Regions from separate parts of the Sus scrofa genome. Here region 1 is linked to region 2. Evidence: chromatin contacts called from public Hi-C data. All regions are on one chromosome and are shown on one strand. The core of a region is the stretch at or near the end of the contact, and the rest is flanking DNA. Distances in the headings are between cores, read along the strand shown.

The links. Hi-C and Micro-C count contacts between places; a contact is called where the count stands out from the background.
Region 1: a contact with region 2 is called in a Hi-C map of liver, with 7 times the contacts expected there. The contact joins two enhancer-like sites. A contact is called at or near these places in 4 of 47 Hi-C or Micro-C datasets (fetal skeletal muscle, liver and skeletal muscle).

Annotation. Positions count from the first base shown.
Region 1 is chr8:68,285,731-68,288,430 of Sscrofa11.1, reverse strand. No RefSeq gene overlaps it. Among named protein-coding and RNA genes, the nearest start is that of GC, 73 kb to the left of the region's middle. Within about 2 kb of position 1,345, at least 4 of the 83 cell types and tissues checked have an H3K27ac peak or open chromatin away from gene starts, as enhancers often do. A contact at or near this core is called in liver, where this site is marked.
Region 2 is chr8:68,103,483-68,106,246 of Sscrofa11.1, reverse strand. The region is part of intron 11 of SLC4A4 (solute carrier family 4, sodium bicarbonate cotransporter, member 4); the gene reads right to left. Among named protein-coding and RNA genes, the nearest start is that of SLC4A4, 140 kb to the right of the region's middle. Within about 2 kb of position 1,291, at least 1 of the 83 cell types and tissues checked has an H3K27ac peak or open chromatin away from gene starts, as enhancers often do. A contact at or near this core is called in liver, where this site is marked.

The sequences.
Region 1 (2,700 bases), core at 96-2,595, 180 kb before region 2:
AGACAAGGAAGTTTAAGAACTGACTTGAAAAGCGTTAAATGTCTGAGTGTCTAAGAGGAAAGTGAGCAAGGCTGACAGTAATAAGCAATATTTCCAAGCAGAGGAAATTTGGTTTCACTGCTCCAGGTTCAGGGCTCCCTCTCTTTGGAACATGCATGGTTCTCTCCATAAAAATTCCTAATCCTATACTCTGTTCACGTACCAAAATTATTTCCACACTGCCATTTTTAAAGCTGGTTTTAGGAAAGCAATCTGATTAAATGATAATATTACAGTGTTGTGGAAATGTGGCTATTTGGGGGCTCTGCTACTTTGAACTGCCTTCTGATTTCCCTGTGGAATGTCACTCCTCCTTTAGTTACCTCTTATGGTTAAAATTCCCCCACAACAGCAGTAGTCTCTACATGACATTTTTCCTTTTTGCCTTGGTATTTTCTAATCTTTGAATAATAATTTGGAATTATAATAAAAAATAAAAACTTACTTTTGAAAACAGATTTAATTAAACCAAAATTTTCCAACAGTCAGGCTATTTCTTTTCCTTCTTCATTATCAGCTGCCAATTTTAAGCTTTCTAATCATCTAAATGGATTCCTCTAAGAGGACTTCTTTCCCCTCTCTCCCTCCCTTTCTTTCTCTAAAAACTAAACTCAGCACAATTCAAATTTAATGCTTTAATCTTTGGCTAACTTGTTTACCCTTCTCAGCTTTAGGAAATTTATAGCAGATAATGGTTTCTTGTCTTGTCTTGAGAAGTTTTCAAGGTAAATGCTTGAATATGGGTAGCAACTATCTGTAAAAAAAATACCTTGGTATTTAGGGAAGAAGAAACTGATCAAGAGAAGAGAAAGCCTAAAGTAACAGACTTGTATTTTCCTATCTCTGAACTACTTTCCAGATTGTCTTATTTATTTTAGCTGTATAGAAATATTATTATTTTCATTTAAATGAATAGCTTAATATTAAAATGTTATCGCTAGCACTGTAAGCACTATGCACACAATTAAATGTGTTGATTTAATTTTATTGTTAAGCTTTCATTGGAACCAGAAATGTTATTCTATACCCTCTAAACTTTTGAAATTTCTGACATAGCATAACTGCTTGCTCATAACCTTTTAAAGAAGAAATAATACTGGTCATGTCCAGAAGATCACAAGGATAGCTGAGACAAGGCTAAGAACCTAAGATGGGAAAAAGATGTAGAAGTCGGTCCAACTCAGAAAGGGGCTCAGGACCTGTAAGTCAAGGTGGATCTGAACCTGTGAGCTGTAAGCAGTAGAAGCACATATTGACTCTCAACGGCTTGCAAGGGTCAAAAGTCAGTTCAGAGCATAAAAGGGGTCAGAGCACACAGGAGAATCTATGGAGCAGAGGTTAAAAACACAGGCAGAGTCTGGTTACGGCTCCTGGGTAAAAACAAGCAGAAACTTTCCATTTGACCGTTCCCCTGTCTCACAAGTGGGTTTTGATGTGGTTCCTATAGAAATAGAGACAAACCCACATGATGTATCCAGGTCTGAATAGAGGATATAAAGGGAGAGTATGGATGAGAGAAGAGAGGGTAGAAATTTTAAGTTTGTTTTAGGGGGAGGGGCAGGAGAGGTACAGGACAAGTTCTCTTTTTTTCTTTTTCCACTTGTAATGAAGCTCTCTTAAATTAAAAAAAAAAAAAGAAAAGAAAAGAAAAATTAAACTCCAAATGTTTTAATTTGGGGATTAAATAATCAAGAGCACTATTTTGACCACCATTCTCACTTCTGCACTGGATGTTATTCTTAGACTTGGCAAGATATAACAAGTAAATTTAAGAATTTTAAGAAAAGGACAGGAGTTCCCGTCGTGGCGCAGTGGTTAACGAATCCGACTAGGAACCATGAGGTTGCGGGTTCGATCCCTGGCCTTGCTCAGTGGGTTAATGATCCGGCGTTGCCGTGAGCTATGGTGTAGGTTGCAGGCGCAGCTCAGATCCCATGTTGCTCTGGCTCTGGCATAGACTGGCAGCTACAGCTCCGATTAGACCCCTAGCCTGGGAACCTTCATATGCCATGGGAGCAGCCCTAGAAAAGGCAAAAAGACCAAAAAAAAAAAAAAAAAACAAACAAACAAAGACAAGGACAAGAAAAACTACTTTTACTATATCTAAAGAAACAAATGCTATCCTAACCCTTATTTTCCTGAGGGCCTTTGAAAGAATTGATGATTAATCACAAACATCTTGAATAGTTGGTTTAAGGATATGTCTATTATTGAACCATCTCCATCTCTGAAAAATATAACCCCAGGGTTTCTCCAGTGAGACCAATATCCTCCGTGGGGCAAAAATGTTGCTATGCTGAAAAGAGGAAGCAATCTTGTCCAAGACTGATGAAGGGAAAATAGAATACTAAAATCTTATTAACTTCTACAGCCCTAGAGAGCCAGAAACACTACCCCAGATTTTTTAAGTTTCATCAAAAATTCACTCAAAGGCAATATGATCCTAAAACTAAAACAGGGACAAATTAGGTCTTCTTGACAAGTACTACTTTTAATACTGACAATTAAAAAAAGAATGAAATATAAGTGTTTGTTTCCATACTTACAAAATCTCAAACCCAGTATTCAGTTTGCTGGATCCATGTTTGTCTTAAGGAAGTGGTGGGGAAGATACCTATAAAAAAAGAACTTAAAGATTTCTGTCAACAGAAACAGAATGAT
Region 2 (2,764 bases), core at 42-2,541:
GGGCTTTCCTAATTCAGCAGTAAAACAAGCACATATTTAAACTCTGTTTTCTTATCCCTTATGTTTCATTGCATATCATAGAAACAATCAAAATAGGTTAAAGGAAACAGTAAGACAAAACATGAACCTATTCCCCAAAGGAAGATATTAGTAAATGATTATAAATAAAACCTCGAATTCTTTTACTACTTCATTCTAAAAAGCTCAAAGCACATTTTCTTATGTCATGTGCTCACTTAAAAATATGCAAAAGCATATAACAGGTATAGCTTTATATCTGTTTCATGCTGGATGGGTCTCTGAGCCAAGATAGGCCCAGTTTCTTCCCCAGGGTTAGAGTCAACCAAAACCTTGTTCATCCTTCTTTCTTTCCTATCCAGCATTTTTATTCATCAAAATCAAGACAATCTATGTGGCCCCAGAATTCAAGGTGGGATCACACTCACCAACGTCTGATGACGCAGATCTCAACTGTAAAATGAAATGCCTGACCTGTTCCAACCATTTGCAGGAAAACAGCATATTCGAAATCAAAGGCACTAGTTAGATGGTGTCGGAGTAGCTTTCCCCCCAAGCTAAATTCTTTAATGCAGTTTTATGAGCTTCCTGTCACAAGAGAGTGAAGGTCTTTTGGCAACATGCTTTCTGCATGAAAACAAGGAGCGAGAAGGGAGGAAGAAGATATCCCCGGCTCTTTCTTTGCAAAATGAATGACAGATAAAAAAGATCATGAGTGAACATGGATTCCAAGCTGAGTTTTTAGTAAGTAACTGCTCTTGAGTTCTAGATCCATGTCAATGCGCTCAACTAAATTCTTTTTACCTTTCAGTTTTCCTCCAAGACAAGCTATGAAAGAACACTGGTTCTCAGAATCCCAAAAGACCTGTATTAAAAGGCCAGCGAGAAGTAGATATTTTTCCTACTTAGTTTATTAAGTAGCTGCTGCAAGAGAAAGACTTCACAATAAATACATAAATAGGCACTTCCACAAATACATACTGGTAGAATATGATAAAGCCCGTAAATGAGATTAAAAGCTAATTTCTTGAAGCTCACCGAAGAGAAAATGATCAATTCCCATTGGGAACTTGGTCTATAAGCACCCTTGGTCACCACTTGGATCCAGACAAATACAGTGCAAATATTTCAGCAACCAACTGCAGAATGATCTGGGTCTATAGAATTCGTAATATTCTCAATTAGGATTCTGGAAAGGTGAAATGGAAAAGCCAAAACACTGCACTTTGTCTGCTTTCACTATTTGCTCAGCCCCACAGCTTATGAAGCAAAGAAACACTTTGCCCTAGGAATCTAGCTGAGAATGAGCCAACTGCCACTGGGTTAGTCTGTGTCCCCTACTTAGTTTCAGGGAATTTCCACAGGTTGATCACTTTATATTTCTTGGATTTTCACTTCTTGATTCTCCTTTGCATGTATCAAATTCTAGCTGATTCTCTGGAATGGAGGGATGAACACTCTGAGTAATAGATGTTTAAAAATGTGTCTGTGAGTTTTCCATCTTAAAGTGGCTTATTTCTTCTTTATGTTTAAGGAGAGATCTAGAGAAGGAACAGCTGCAGAAAAAGGAGGTGACTGCCACCCATCAACATCAGTATACCCCCTTCGTAGGGAAAGTCAGTTGTACTCTTTTTTTTTTTTGCTATTTCTTGGGCCGCTCCCGCGGCATATGGAGGTTCCCAGGCTAGGGGTCGAATCAGAGCTGTAGCCACTGGCCTACACCAGAGCCACAGCAACGCAGGATCCGAGCCATGTCTGCAACCTACACCACAGTTCACGGCAACACCGGATCGTTAACCCACTGAGCAAGGGCAGGGATCGAACCCGCAACCTCATGGTTCCTAGTCGGATTCGTTAACCACTGCACCACGACGGGAACTCCCAGTTGTACTCTTTAAGGCTATTCTTCATCCTCTAGTGACCTGGCATCAGGAACTATGCCATGAAGCCTCTGCCTTACACATCAGCAGAAATGGTACCATTGAAACATGCACAAAGCCCTCTTGAGGCTAAGAGGTCAAGTATGAGCAACAATCAGCCACCGAGGCAGAGCTGCCTGCTGTGATGCACCACCACACCACAGGGTGGAGAAAGGAGGACCTGGAGAATTGTGTTGGATTTCTGGAGCACAGTGTCCCCAACACCCACCATATAATCTTGAGGAAATTACTCCACTCCTCTTGACCAGAGACAGGTTCCACGTTGGTGAAACTGGATTTGACAACATCCATCTCAAAAGGTTACCATGTAGATTAAATAAGACAATATAGGCAAAACTGCTTGCACCAGTGTCCAGAACTAGGTAAGAGCTAAATAAATGGTACCTAAGATTACTATTCATTTCTTGACCTAGACAAAAGCAGAATTTCACCCCAGGAAGAATGTCTGCTACCTTGCAAGGTTTATGTAATGATCGAATACATAATAGTATTGTAATTATATATATATATATATATATAGTTTATTAAAATCCACTAGTAAGATATCTGGCATTTGGATGGTGCTTAATAAATGTTAGTCAAATCTGAATTTAAACTCTCAACTTGGCTTCTTAGGGTGGAACTGATTAACCTGCTCTGAATAAGAAAAACATTAAGAGTATTCTCCGTGATAATGAAACAATGGTTTATTCCATTCTATTTAAGCAACACTCAAGGCAACCTAGTAACTGGAAAATAGATGAATAGCTTCTTACCTGCATGGCCATGTCAGATTTACCCAAGGGTTCTAGATAACTTGAGCAAAA